Regions from separate parts of the Mus musculus genome. Here regions 2 and 3 are each linked to region 1. A link is a contact called in public promoter capture Hi-C data. All regions are on one chromosome and are shown on one strand. Each heading gives the region's core, a stretch centred on a gene start, on an enhancer-like site or on the middle of the called end of the contact. The rest is flanking DNA. Distances are from core to core; before and after follow the strand shown. Region 1 holds the start of Avil (advillin). Region 2 holds the start of Gdf11 (growth differentiation factor 11). Region 3 holds the start of Itga7 (integrin alpha 7).

What was found. Promoter capture Hi-C pulls out the DNA fragments that hold promoters and counts their contacts. Capture Hi-C pulls out chosen DNA fragments and counts their contacts.
Region 2: a contact with region 1 is called in a promoter capture Hi-C map of liver, with 11 times the contacts expected there. The contact joins the promoter of Gdf11 here to the promoter of Avil in region 1. A contact is called at or near these places in 2 of 39 promoter capture datasets (the C10 cell line and liver) and 1 of 9 other capture datasets (liver).
Region 3: a contact with region 1 is called in a promoter capture Hi-C map of pre-B cells, with 2.3 times the contacts expected there. The contact joins the promoter of Itga7 here to the promoter of Avil in region 1. A contact is called at or near these places in 3 of 39 promoter capture datasets (cranial neural crest, liver and pre-B cells) and 1 of 9 other capture datasets (macrophages).

The regions. Positions count from the first base shown.
Region 1 is chr10:126,997,161-127,002,257 of GRCm38.p6, forward strand. It overlaps Avil (advillin), which reads left to right and starts at 3,549. Exons shown (of 20, transcript NM_009635.3): 1 at 3,549-3,671. Ctdsp2 (CTD (carboxy-terminal domain, RNA polymerase II, polypeptide A) small phosphatase 2) reads left to right here. Exons shown (of 8, transcript NM_001113470.1): 8 at 1-2,815. Mir546 (microRNA 546) reads left to right here and starts at 1,280; the gene lies at 1,280-1,400.
Region 2 is chr10:128,888,784-128,893,504 of GRCm38.p6, forward strand. It overlaps Gdf11 (growth differentiation factor 11), which reads right to left and starts at 2,935. Exons shown (of 3, transcript NM_010272.2): 1 at 2,464-2,935. The coding sequence starts at 2,902.
Region 3 is chr10:128,932,234-128,937,045 of GRCm38.p6, forward strand. Itga7 (integrin alpha 7) reads left to right here and starts at 1,580. Exons shown (of 25, transcript NM_001330160.1): 1 at 1,580-1,961. The coding sequence starts at 1,756. It overlaps Gm46186 (a long non-coding RNA gene), which reads right to left. Exons shown (of 3, transcript XR_001779675.2): 3 at 2,717-4,209.

The sequences.
Region 1 (5,097 bases), core at 2,299-4,798:
GAGGAGGACATATAGCTGATTTCTGTTCTTTTAACTCTTAAAAATCTCTTTCTAAACTTGGAGTGGTTTATATTCGCCCGAGCTCCAGTCCTGGGCCTGAGGTTTGTGTGGGAAGCGCTGGGGTACAAAGAAAATGCAAATGTTCAATGCAAGATGTCTGTCTCCTTGCGTGTAGATCCCAAAAGTGCTCTTCAGGGGTTCTGTGCTAGCTGATGCAAGGACATTAGCTCCAAAGGCTGGGGAGGGCTTGGCTCTCCCTCTGTGTCTTCCTGGTGTCCCGCCCTGGCCAGCTCTCGTCTGCTCTCGCCTTTATCCTTCTCGGCTGCTGCTCTTCCTCTCCAGAGCCTTGGGAGAAGGACTTTCCCCGGTTGTACTTAATTGATTGGTTGTCCCAAGTGTTGCTCTTACTTGATTTGCCAAATGCCTCCTGCTTCTCGTTATAGGACTGAGTGAGGTCCTCATAGCTCTGTGCTCTGGGCAGCTCTGAGCTCTCAGCCCTGTTGCTTTCAATGTCAGTCACAGAGTGGAAGTTTCCCCAAAGTGGAAAGCTACCATTGGGAACACAAGGGGCCCCTGAGGGGCCTCCACCTCACTGCCTTAAGTGAGTCCCGCCCACTCCCTGCCTCCCTCCGAGGTGGGCGGGAGTTCCTACCCCATCTCTGCTTCCCCTGGAGGCCGGCCAGCGTTTGTGGGTTGGTTCAGGTGTGGTACCTCCCACTCAGGAGTCAATATTTTCAAATTTTTCTAGTTTCCACACACGAGGTCCTGCCTGGGGTTTGAGAAAGCCTGGTGGAGGAGTGTGGTGGTGTGAGTGGAGACTGGCTGGCATTCCTCCAGCACTCTGCAGACTTCTTCCTGGGCCCGAGGCTATGGAGCCTTGGCTTTCACTTCTGTGACAAACACATGCCATTTCCCCAGCCTCATTTGCTGGTGTCTGTAGGGTCCTCCCAAGGTGAGCTGAGGGCTGCAGGTGCTAGCCAGGAACATGGGAGCTTGACTGTGGCTTCAGGTCCAGACCCTGATCTCACTGGCATCCCAATACTGCAGGAGGGGTCTTCTCACAAAGCTCTGAGGGCTGGTCTTGACTAAGCAATAAGAGCCTCAGAGTTGATTGAATTTTAAGGTCCCTTTCTGGCTTCTTGGTTCTCCATGTGACCAAAGCCCAGTGTGGCTTCATGGGAGCCCTGTTACTTCTCCATGAAACCCCAGCTCTCTAGGCCTGACTGCCACCAGAGTCCTCTTACCACCTGCAGTCTGCCACAAAGATGCCATATCAACTCCTCTCTTCCCAAAACTAAACAGGATCTATCATGGTGGCACGGAGTCAGCTAGATGTTGTCTCTTGCTATCCCTGTGCTAGTTCCATGTTTTAGAAGCAAAGTGATACTGGGGAGGAGAGGAGGGCAAGTGAGAGGAGCCAGTGCCTCCTGAAGCCCTTGCTCCACTGCCACCAGCCCGCCTGCCCCAGTGCAGACTGGTCTTCAGGAGTCAGTAGACCACCGGACCAGGTGTCAGCATCCACTCCAAGCCATGCTAGGAATCTGCCCCCTGCCGGGTTCAGCTCTTTAAGGTGCCTCTTCAGGGACACAGTGTGTGTCTGATTGGGCTTCGCATCAAAAGCCTGACGTTCCTGTCCCTCTTATAGGGGGAGCTTTGGACACAGGACCAGTTTGATAAAGGGCCAGGTAAGGGTTTCCACTCTGCACATTGTAGAGGGGACACCGAAGGCCCATGGGTCCCTAATTAAAGAAGTTGAGTGAATTTGCCTTCGTTCAACCAGGGACCTATCTCACTCCCTCCCAAAGATTTTTGTATAATTGTATAACCCCCCTCCCCCTGTTAACAGTGGCTCAGAAAAGCTTTGTACTAAAAGCATGGGACCCTCACAGCAACCATTCCTGGGAGATGGGTCCCTTATAGGTCCATGACCTGCTCTGTTCAGAGGCCTCTTGGCAGTGTGGCCTGTTTGTGCTGTCCTGCATCCAGTGTGTTGGCCTGGCTAAGTGAAAACGGTGAGCTGTTTCCCCTTTGGGCTACTTAACCACGGCTACTCCTTTTTTAAAAATGTCCTAGTTCTCCCCTACACACACACACACACACACGGTTTGATGAATTTCCAAACCACGGCTACTCCTTTTTTAAAAACGGGTTTGAACTCCTGTTTAGCCAAGAGTGATCTTGAGCTGGTCTCCTGCCTCCACCCCCTGAGTGCTGGGGTTACAGGTGATAGCTGGTCTCCTGCCTCCACCTCCTGAGTGCTGGGGTTACAGGTGATCGCTGGTCTCCTGCCTCCACCTCCTGAGTGCTGGGGTTACAGGTGATCGCTGGTCTCCTGCCTCCACCCCCTGAGTGCTGGGGTTACAGGTGTGATCACCTTGCTGGCTTGTGAGGTGCTGGGGACAACCCAGGGCTTCGTGCATGTCAGGCACACACTCCCAACTAAGCTACATCCCCAGTCCCTCTTTCTAGAAAACAGATAAGTCCATGTTCAGGGGAGAAGAGGTCACAGGTCAGGCCAGCTGCCCCATCCTTTAGTTCGGGGTTAGCTCCCAGAACTGCCCTGCACCATAAGCTGGTGATTCTCCATGCCTGTCCTTACCCCGGATCTGGCTATTCCCGTGATGCCATTTGGAGGGGAGAGGTCTGCTTCCCACTGTGACCAGGCTATGGGATCCTTGGCCACCTTGCTTCATGATTTGATACATTTGTTGTATTCAAAAACTTGAACTGTAGGATGCCATTAAGAGTCTGTTTATATTTTTGGAATATTTGTATTACAATTGTTAATAAAGGCTGGTTTAAAAACCTGTGCAGGACTGGGAGCTGCTTTTGCTTTCCTTCCCTTCCACTGACCTGACACTCGGTGGACACTGTTCTTCCTGCATGACCTCGTTGATCGTGAAATGATAGCACCTGGCAGAGCAAACGCTGGGATTCTGATCAAGGTTACAGAGGTTGGAGTGCATTAGCCCCTCTCGGGCCTGGGTTGGAACCAACTCCCTCTCCCCAGGTACTTGGCAAGCGTTTGCTTGCTGTGCTATTGACTGGGGTAGAGACTGAAGCCCTGGGGGAATTGGAGGCTCCTGCATGTGCTCTTGATGCTGCCAAACAGGCCTTGAGATTCAGAGCCCAGCATGGTTTCCAGGCACATAGTAGGATGACTTGTACAGACTCCAAGCAACAAAAGCTTTCCTGACACCACAGAATTGCCCAGAATCATCTCTCAGCCCTGAACGTCCAGGCACACAGTAGGGGAGCTCTAGCCAGTCTCCTGTCATCAGCATAATACGTTCATATCTACAATATGGCAAATTCATATCCTCCCTCACTGAATTATTGATGGACAGTGCACTTTTAAAAAAATCAATAGACCAGGGTGTGGAGCTGGAGTTAAAAGAAGCCTTTAGAAGTCTGCTCTTCTTGTTTTCGCTGTTTTGCATAGGAGCAGATAAAGCTTTCCTCTCTGGTTTGAATAAGTCAAGCCCAGGGCTAGGTTGGCTGTGATTGGCCAGAGCTAGGAGAATGTGGTTATGATGCAAACACAAGCAAATATAACCCTGTGTCTATGCTGTGCGGCCATTGCTGAAACAGGCTTCAGGACGGGCTGCTTTGGGAGACCTCATCAGTACTTCACCTGCTGCTTTGCCGGACTTCGGAGGACAGAGGGTCAGGTAGGTCTACTCTGTGTGTCCTTGTCAGCCAAATGCTGAGTGTGGATGAGGCCAAAGGTGAAGAAGGGACAAGAGTCATACCTTCCCTGGCTTTTGTCTTTGGGGATGCAGCTTTGGAAAGATGGAGCTTTGCAAACTTCACACTGAGAGAACCTGTAGATCCCACTGGCTAGGTTGGGCACGTTCTTGAGGCTCAGGGATTTGGGGTAACAAGACCCCTCTCATCTGTTCCACTGTGGGGCAAGAGAAGTTTAAACCCCAGTAGGTTACAAGCTACCTGGAATCCCCAGACCATACCCCGTGCCTGTGATCTTTGTAGCTCTCCGTACCCCAAAGTGCTGGTGGTTACGGCTTGGGAAGACAAACAGACCCAGCTTTGGGGGACTTTGATGTGGATAGATGGAACTGGGCTTTCTGGGTGTGGCATTTCCTGAATCTTGGGTCTCTAATCAGCTCCTGGATTCTGAAGTTCCATGGGGGACATGGGACTGCACTGGGGGCTCGGATTCACCGTGCTAAGGTTGCTGGTTAGGCTTTACCGATAACCAGGACTGTGTCAGCTCTGGTTCCCTTTCCTGGGTGGGTCACGCATTAGACTTAAAAGTGAGAGAACTCGGCCTGAAGGAAAGCTGACTATTTCCTGGTGGTTCTGAGCTGTGCAGGGTGGGGCAGCACAAGTTATCAAATTAAATACTCAAACATTGGCAGTTCCGCACCACGGCTCTGCTTCAGTCTACTGCGGCATCACACAAAGGGGCCTGGCTCTTTGGTGGTAATGGTGCATCCTCTCCAAACCTGGTTAGATCCATTAGGGCTCAAGAAAAGAATGGTCGGTGGAGTCAGACCCTTTTTTTTCTTTTAGGGGTGGGGCCTTGCTGGGGATGACAGACGCCTACTATTTGAACAATGCCCCATCCCCAGACTTAACATAGTTAACAAGCCCTGAATATCACCAACTATCAAACATCCACACAATCTCCCTCCCCCTCCAATCCCCCGGGACGATTTTGTCTTTTAATCTCTCGTAAGTCCAACCATCCCATCTTTGAGTCTTAGGAGAAGCCAACCTAGCGATCACTTGGCATACCGTGAGAGCTCAGTCTCCCCGAGGGTAGGACTTGAGATGAGACATGTTCGCAGACCTACTGGGTCACCTCGTGTGTTAACCCCAGCCAAGTGCTGACTACTGTGACCAGCGTAAGATCCCCGTGGTCATCTTACCACTTCCCTCCCTGGCCTTATTCAGCTCTATGGGTGCTGGGAACCTCTAAGCTCCCTGAGAACAAGCCTTCCAGAGAAGCTGGGGTCTGCGTGGGACAGGCAGGGAGGCCTGCACCCATTTTCCTTGCTGACACACTCAGCTCTTTGTCCTAGGCACAGGCATTGTACCTTCCCCTTTCTTCTGCAAGACCAGTTCATGTATTAG
Region 2 (4,721 bases), core at 1,685-4,184, 1.9 Mb after region 1:
GGGACCCTCGTGGGGTAAAGAAGAGATGGAAAGGTGCAGAAGAAGGAACAAAGAAGCAGGTAAAGCTATGGAGCTCTGGTGGGGAGGGGAAGGGGCCACATCTGTGTTGGATTGATTTGGTTGGTGGCAGGCAGCAGGTCAGGTTTAGGAGGCGGTGCTGGTGGGGGAGAGAGGTCACTGCACTATTTTCAGCAAAGGCCCAACCCCCTCTCTGCCTACAGCCTCCACCCCACCACACACCCTCTCCCAACTCAGGCTGGATGGCCCAGGGGCAGGAGGTTGGGCGAGAGGGCAGGGGCCTCTTAGCGTGCACAGGAGAGACAAACTGAGGGGCAGGGCTTGGCTCCTAGAAGAGCAGGGGGCTGGGTTCCCAGGGATGAAGGCTGGGGTGGGAGAGTGAGAGGGTAGAGGGAACTAGGGCAGGCCGAACAGCCTAGGAAAGGTGGGGGCTGGGGTCCGGGGTTGGCTGGGGGAGGGGAGGCAGGGGGAGGGGAGCAGAGGCCATCTCTGCTGACAAACACCTCCCCCGATTAGCAGAGCACAAGTCTCTTATTAAAGCGGGTCCCTGGGGATTAGACTATAAAAGTCTCTTTTTCCTTTTCCCCCCTCTCCTCTCTCCCTCCCCTCCCCTCTACTCCCCCTCCCTCTCTTAAGGTCGCAGCTAGACTCTTAAAGGGGAAGTACAATACCTGGTTTGAAACCCAGTTCCTGGGTTACCTAAGTCCTGGAGTGGCACTAAAATGGAAGTCAGGGTGAGACCCAACTTCATCTACTGGTACAATCCCACCCCCAGGCTTAATGGCTACTGCCCAATTTGTGCATTCAGAGTCCCTTCACTTCCTGCTGCTCTCCACTACCAGAGTTAATTCTGGACTCAAGCCTTCTGGTTACAGGAGGCTAGGGATAGTGAAGGCAATGGGAAGCCTGCAGCTGGGTCACTCACCCTGGAAATACACACTTTACATCACACAGAGCAGAGTATCTTTTCTCTATATATCCTGCATCTTCCAGAAAATTTTGTCATTCATTATTTCCCTACAACTGTTTTCTAGAATCTTTTCCCTATCCCTGCCCTTAGTCAATCAAAGACTGACCCTGGTTTCCAAAAGTAGAAGCAATAAGAACAAGGGAGCCTGAGAACCCAAGATCAGATCTCTGTGCACACACACACACACACACACACACACACACACTCACACACATACACATACACATACACACGAGAGAGAGAGAGAGAGAGAGAGAGAGAGAGAGAGAGAGAGAGAGAGAGAGAGAGAGAGAGAGAGAGTTTCCTGACTCTGAGTTTTCTTTACAATCCTAACCAAGTTGGAGTTGAATTCTGCAGAAACTGGGTGGCAAGTGCCAGGCTCTCAACCTTCCAAATGCACACCTGGGTTCCTGTACCTCTACCATGGGGGTGGGCCACTAGGATTTCCCGCAACCCCCAGCTTTTTATGACCCATCTGCCAATAAACCAGCCCCCCCTTCTGTTCAGAGCCATAAAACCAAAGGAGGGGGGGCTTGCCAAACCACTAGGGAATAGAGAAAGCCTGGTTCCCTGGAGTTGGGGGGGGGGGGGACTACAGTCAGTGGGGGAGGGGAAAGGGAGTCACCTGACCCTAGGGAGAGAAGGCAGTGGGGGCGGTAGTATTGGCCTGGATTTTCCAGGCCATAAAATTTCAAAGCCGCTCCTGTCTATCAGAGTGTTCATCCTCCGTTTGGCCAGGGGCTCGGATGCCTGGGTTCTCCCATCCCCCTCATCTAGTTCTTTCTCCCTGGGTCTTCTTTGGCTCCAGCTGTGGGTAGGACAGGGAGTGAGCACGCTAAGATGAGAGTAACCAAATGATACTCGTTAAGTGGCAAGCGCAGTGGAGTTGAGTTATTTGAGCTCTTTCGGTACCAGGAAGGAACAGCTCTTCTAGGTCCTAGGGGATACCCAGTGCGAGATCAGGTGCAGAAAGGAGAGGTGTCAGCTGAGTTGCTGAGACGTACACCGGGTTTGGGTCCTATGCCATGGCCTTAGAGGAACACTTAGTTTTTCCGAAAGCCGGTGGGCGCCTTCCGGAGCACCGGGCAAGGAGTTGATGCTGGTGCCAGAGCAGTGGGAAGATGGCACTGCGGCCCAGCTGAGACTGCACGGGTCACGGAAGCTCCCCACCTAACGCTCCAGAAAAGTCACTGTAGGGTGCCAGTTTCTAGGACTACTTCAACTTGAATCTTTTTCTCACAAGGGATGGAAAGCAATAGCTCACAACCTGCCTGGTTTGGCCCCCCTCCCCCAACGCGCCATCCTCCACCCCCCCACCCTAGAACGGGGCGTGCACTCAACTCCGCTGCCCATCTTCTCCGCTCAAAAAGTTGTGTGGAGTGGCCCGGCTCCCCAATCCGTCAAGTTTTCGCAGAAAGGGCTTCCGGGTCCTTCCCGGACTGCACCGCACCGCGCGCACCCCGCAGCCCACTTACTCTCCTGGGCCATGCTTATGACCGTCTCGGTGGTAGCGTGGTACTCGTCCTCTTCCAAGAAGTCCTCAGGCTGCAGCGCGTCGCCTTGGAAGTCGTGCAGATCCAGGATCTGCTGCAGCGGCGGCGCCTTGGGCAGCAGCTGCTTCACTACCTCCCGGCTGATGTTGGGCGCCTCCTTGAGCCGCAGTTTGCTCAGGATCTGCGACTTGATGCTCTCTAGGCGCAGCTCGCGGCTGTGCTGCCGCCACACGCACACGGGGCAGCCGTCCGGCTCCGGCGGAGCGGACGGGGCCGGCCGGCTCGAGCGCTCCCCCCCGACCCCGGCCGCCGCCGCCGCTGCCGCCGCCGCCGCCGCGGGGCCCTCGGCCGCCTCCCCCCGGGGCCGCAGCTCCAGGGCGAGGAGCAGGAAGCCCAGCAGCAGCGGGGCCGCGAGCACCATGCTGCAGGGGAGGGGAGGACTGGGGGGCGGGGACGCCGGAGTCCCGCGGGGAGGGGGCGGAGGGAAGAGGGAGGAGGAGGGGGTCCGGGCGGCGCGGGATTGGGGGCTGCCCGGCCGAGGGGGGGCCGGGGGCCGGGGGCGGCGGGCGCACGGGCGGGGCGGGCGGGCGGCCGGGGCGGGCAGCTGGGGGGGCCCAAGCCCGGGCCGGGCCCTTTATAGCCCCGGCCCCCGTGTCGTCAGCGGCCGCGATTGGCTGCGGAGCCAACAAAAGAGGTAGCGCTGTCATCCGAGGCGAGAGAGGGAGCCGGAGAGAACCGAGGAAAAGAGAGAGAGAGAGAGAGAGAGAGAGAGAGAGAGAGAGAGAGAGAACACGAGCGAGCACGGGTCCAGAGAAAGATGAAGAGACCGAAAGATGAGGGGGAGGGGGGGAGAGGCCGTGAGGGACCGAGTCAGAGAGATCGGGGACAGACGGAGCGGTGGGTAGGGGTTGGGGGTGGGGGAAGAGGCAGATCCAAAGATACCCAGATAGGAAGGGAAGAGGGAGAGACAAAAGAGAGAAAAGAAGTCACAGAAGGGAGAGACTTAGCTAGAGAGCAAGAGCGAAGACTGAAGACGACCAGAAAAACTAGTGGGACAGTTAAGAGTGGAGAGAGTCAAAGACAAAGGTAGAGCGCAAAGAGGGGTGGCTAACCGAATTCTACGGAGTCGAACAGGAGAGAGCAGGAGAGGTGGGCAAGAGAACGGATGGGTCAGAGGGAGCTGATGGTACCCTGCGCAAGAGGGAGAGGCAGAGACAGGGGATACCTTGGAGGTAGCAACCCCTGAGGAGGCAGGTGCAGAGAAAAGACCAGGGGAGGAAGTAACACACACAAGTCAGCCTTGGTTGGAGCGCAAAGAGACACCCAAGGGGAAGAGGTGGAGATGTGAAGAATAGCCTCAGCTACCAGAGGTAGCCCAGGATGTTTAAAGAACCCATAAAATGGAACATCAGGCTGATTTATCACAGGGATGAAGGCGGTCAGGAGAGGAAGAGGCCAGGGACAAGCTGAGAAGTTGACAAGTACTGAGCCCGGAAGAAAACTATCTAGGAGGCCTGTGATCTTGAGATTGAGGTTTAATAGAACAAAGAGAGTGATCGTGATCGGGCTGGAAAGGGTGGGAGCCATGAGGGGAAGAGCCAGATGAGGGATGAGGTAGGGCTTGAAAGTGGTGCTTGGCGAGGAATCTGGACCCTCTCTCTGGGTTCCTAGCTACGTCTTTGTGTTTGTAAGGTCTTACATGTCTGAGAAAGCTTGAAGTTTTAGGCGTAAGGGTAAGAGCAGGGTCTATACTCAGATGTCTAATGTGGAGATAGCAAACCCCAAGGGGAGCCACTCTGGAATGGGACCAGCCATGGTCTTCAGGTGTGGTCCTAAGCGCAGCCAGACAGCTCAGTACACGAGGAAGACAGTGTACAGGTGTGCTCAGCCACTACTGCTGGTTCCCTCTTCCCAGGTCTCTGTTTCTCTTTTTCCCCCTCTTCCCCTCCCCTAAACCCTTTCTTCTCCTTTTCCTCTATCCTCTGAGACAGAGTCTCAGATGCATCCCAGGCTGGCCTCAAACTCAGTTATCCTCCTGCCTCAGCCTCCAGAGAGCTCTCTGTATAAGCATGCCTTGACCCATGTCTCTGAAGATCCCTTGGCAAACTGAAAATGTTAGGGGGTTGAGATTTGCTCTTCCAGTGTCTCGCGCAGTGTTCACTGAACAAAATGTATAAATGTCAGTAGGAAGGCCCTGTCTCAAAAAAATATATAGATAAATGTAAAATGTATAGACCTCA
Region 3 (4,812 bases), core at 330-2,829, 1.9 Mb after region 1:
TGCCTAGTAAGAGAAGCCAGTGGGGCTGTAGAGATGGCTCAGAGGTTAAGAGCACTGACTGATTTTCCAGAGGTCCTGAGTTCAATTTCCAGCAACCACATGGTGGTTCAAAACCATCTGTAATGGGATCTGATGCCCTCTTCTGGTGTGTCTGAAGACAGCTACAGTGTACTCAGACATAAAACAAATAAATAATTCCTGGAAAAAAAAAAAAAGAAAGAGAAGCTAGAAGACAAAGTGGAAGGGGGTGAGGCTACTATTTTGCCAAATTATTCTCCATCTCTTCTCTTGGCCTCATTTCTTGATTAGAGTTATAAATAGCAAAGAGATGGAAAAAAATGTCCCTCCCTTTGCTTCTACACCAGAGTGGGGGAAGGGAAGTGAAGTTGGGTAGGCCCTTGGGTCTCTGTGGAGAACTCTTTATTTTATTTTTTTGAGGCAGGGTCTGGGTATTGGAGATCATCCAACTCCTATCTGAAGTAGCCCAAAACTCTGCATTCCCCTTTCTGTTGATTCATTCAGAGACCAATTCACTATGTAGCTTTGTAGGCTGGGCTGACTTCAGCCTTGTTCACTGCTGAGATTGCAGGTCTGGGTCTTCAAGCCTGGCTTCCCATCCCCCTCTTAGGTTTTGAGACAGGGCTGCACTCTGTAGCTCTGACTGGCCTGGAACTCTCCCTGTAGACCAAGTTGCTTTCGAGATGACAGAGATCTTCCTGGCTCTGCCTATTGAGTGCTGGGAATATAAGCGCGTCCTACCACACCCAGCTTGCCATCCTTTTTTTGTTGCGTTGGAAATGACCAGTCTCTGGAAGGACCTGATAGCAGGATCTTTGTCTCTTAGGTCCAGTGTCTTTCATTTTTGCCCCCTTTTAGCTCTCTCTTCCCTCTCCACAGTTTAACTTGCATTTCTTATTTTACTCTTTTTCTTTTTCCTTCACTGCAGACTTTGAGCTAAACTTGACCTTCCTCCTGTTCTTCATTCCCTTCTTTCCATTTGCTCCAGTCTCCACCCCTGCTGAGTGTTTTCTGTCTGTGCCTTTACTTCTTTCTGGTCCTCTGAATGCTGACGTTGTGACTTGCTAATACTGCCTTCGTTATTTGTGGGCTGTATGGCATGAGGAGCGGTTTGATTCTTACAGCCTACGAGGTGTGCTGTGAGTCTCCAGGGGAGGCGAAGTCAGTAAAGGACCACTCTAGATCAGGGCCCAGGAACTTTCCGGTCCTCTGTTTTTATCAGCATATCTGTCTTCTCAGCCTCATCTCAATTCTCTGTGATTCTTCTTTTTACTGTACTCTTTCTCTCCGCATTTCTGGGCTCAACCTCCACTTTTTGGGGGGAAGGGTGGGTGAAGGAATGAGTGCACAGTGCAAAGGTGGGGCGGCAGGGCGCAAGGCAATGGGTGCGGCGGGTGCTAGACCTGAGCCGCGGGTCTGGGCATCCCCGGACCCTGGGTCTTGCGCCTGAGTCTATCTGCTGCTGGGGGCATGGGGCGGGAAGGGGCGGGGTCTGGGGCGGTGTCCCAGAGAGGAGGCGGAGCCGGAGCCGGAGCCGGTGCTCCCAAGGCGTGCAGTAGTTGTACTTAGCTGGTCCTGGGGCAGCAGCGGGAAGGGACTGAAGAGGGGTGCTGAGGTGAAAGATTGGAAGACCCGGAAAGATCAGCTAGATTTCGGAAACCAGAAACACCCTCGGGGAGACCTGGGGCTCCCGGCGCGCGACGATTTCCTCGCACTAGCTGGGAGAGCGTTGATCCCATGGCCAGGATTCCGAGGTGCGATTTTCTCCGGCCCCCCGGAATCTACTATCTTATTACTTCCTTGCTCGCTGGACTGTTCTTACCACCGGCTATCGCCTTCAATCTGGATGTGATGGGTGCCATACGCAAGGAGGGAGAACCCGGCAGCCTATTCGGCTTTTCGGTGGCCCTGCACCGACAATTACAGCCCCGACCCCAGAGCTGGTGAGTCACCGTACCCGCCCAGAGTCCCCAGGCTCAAGCTTTGGGCTACCTTTCTCCCAACTCCTCACCTATCCATCTCTCAGGTTTTCAACCGTACTCTGCCCACAGGCATCTCACACTTGAAGCCTTGCCTCGTATTGTCCAGGTCCTCAGACTCAGAGTCTTGCCTTGGGGGATGAGTTAAAGAGCAACATTCTTGCCAGAGACCCTCTTCCTTCTGCCTCTCCCTTCCGTTTGCATTCTTGCTCCAGCCTTGCATCTCTGGCTCCTTTTCTACCTCAGAGGGGTGAACTGCTCCAGGAAGGGAGGGTGAGCATTCTGCCTCTGCATAGGATGGACCGAGTGGGCAAGGGCAGAGTGGATGAGGGTGCCATGGGAGGCAAAGAGGAGAGAAAACAGAAATAGCTACTGTCAAAGCATCACCATGAGATAGCGTGAGGACTGCAGGGCATGGAGGCCAGGAGTGGTGTGGCTTAACACAGCAGGGAGACTAGAGGAAGAGCTGAGAAGGCCTGACAGTCTTCAGTGATGGTCACAGACGGTGGCAGAGACTGTCTGAAAAATAGAGACTGTCTGAGCAGTAGCAAGAAATGGTGGCAGCTGTCACCACCATCGCCAGAGACAGCAGCAGCAGCAGCAGCAGCAGCAGCAGCAGCAGCAGCAGCAGCAGCAGCAGGAGGATACAGTAAAGATACCACGCTGCTTCTGTTCCTCCTCAGGAAATTTCTAACTCCAGAAATCTCAGCAGTAGGGAGAGACAAGGAAGCCCGAGGCTGAGGAATAATTGACATTTTTTTCAGGACCCCTGGTAGCTAGACACATTTGCAGTGTTTCCAAATCCTTGGTTCTTACTACATGTGACAGGAGGTGAGACCAGGAAGAAAGCTTCCCACCCCCGCCCGCCAAAGGGCTTTCTCACCCATGGCCAATGCACAAGCCACATTTAAGTGTCCATTACTGGGATCGATGCTGTCCTCGGGGACTGTCTTTTCCTTGGTCTGGGGGCAGGAGACAGAGATGAGAGTTTATTTCTCACTCACTGGAGGTGGGGGTAGCCTTAATCTTTCTTCTTCCATTATTCCTGTCATCTGGGAGAAGGGTCTGCTCTCTAAACCTTTGGGAAAGATAGGAAACTGATGTCTCTAGCCAGTAGCAGGCTTCCTCTCCGTCTCTTCCTCTCTCCCCCCTCTTCCCCCCATCTGTTAGAGTTCCAGGCCTGGAGGCCTTTTTAGGACATGCCGAACTCTCTGAGTTATTTCCAGGCAAATTCTAGGTTATTTTTAATAGCATGGTCTCTTGTCATTTTCCCCTTCTCTAAAGGTGGCCCCTAATTCTGTCTCCCAGGGCCAAGTTAGGGGTAGTCCCAGAGGGGCCTGACTGTCTGGCCTCATTGCGCTCCAGCAGGGGGCATTCTGCTGACTGGGGGCACAGAGAAGCTGCCACCTTGTTTGGTCTCTCTCTCCTGTAGCCTCTTGAGCACTGATAGGAAGACTCATTTGTTTTCATTCTAACTTAGGTAAGATTTTGAGTTCTATCTTTCCTACTTTGCTTTGTATTTGCCACCTCACTTATTCCTATCAACTGCAAAATGGAAGCAAACAATACCACGATCCCGTCGGATCATTCAATAGCACAAGGCCTGTAGTGAGTGCTGTGAAAGTGTTCGCTGTCCTGGAGCCCTGGTGTTGGGATTCACAGAGCCTGAGAACAGCTTCACAGCATCTTGGATCCAGAGGCTTGGCTGGAGGGACCCCAGGCGGAGCCAGCCTTTCTGGACATGTAGTTTTCCCAGAGGGCCACTCAGACTGCACTAGGTCAGGGAGGGGCTGGTCTGGGGCTGAAGCTCTGGTAGGATACAGTAGTCACTCACTGAGCTCAGCAGCCAACGTCACCCACACCCCACCCCTACCCCTTGCAGTCACTGAAGCTTTGGTTACTATTCTGTCCGAAGGCCTGGGGTTGTTAGACGCCCGGAGTGAAGCCATGAAGCAGAGTGTGGCTGGGGCAGAGATGACGGGGTGTTCTTATTCCAAGAGGACCTGGCTGGGTTCTTTCTTCCATGAGTAGGATTGGTCCTTTAGCTTCTGTCCATGTGAGCATCTTTGTTCCTTCCTGCACTTGGCCTTTAGGGGAGGTGTGAACATGCACACTCCTGCTTCTTTGGCTGTGCATGTGGGCACTAAGCAGTGGAGGCATTGGGTGTCTCCGTGACTCCACAAGAAGCATGAACTCAGCAAATTGGCACTTCCTATGGGGCAAGCACAAAGACAGATTAGGCTCCCTCCACCCCCGTACCATCCAACAGAAGATGTTCTCTGCGATTGCAGCTTGGCACACTGCAGACTATGAGGGCTCTGTTTGCTCAGGGTATATCACCTAGATTTCCTAGGGTGTCATTTTCTCTCCTCTTTTTCCTCTTCTGGCAACAGGCCGGGCTGACCAGGTAATTAGGCAGACGTGGTTATAAATGGGGGCAGGCTGTTAAAATGTGTGTGAATGAGGATGAACATCTGGGAGATAAGAGTTCTTATCTTACAGGATTGTGAGAGCGAGTGGGAGAATGCTCATGGCTCCTCCCCTAGGAATCCAACTGGAGAGTGCTAAAGGGTAGTTCCTCCAACCTCCATGTCCAGCCCAGGGCCTGACCTATCGTAGGTGCTGAATAAATATCACTTTCTTGTCTTACCAGTGCCTGACTTAAGGCTTGATGTATAATGTGGCATCAGTAAACGGTCGTGACATGAATGATGAACATATGTTGTCTTTCTTCCTCTTCCCTCCATTTTTAAAAGTTTTTTTTTTGCTTTATATATATGCATATTTTGCTGGTGTATGTTCGTGTACTGCATGC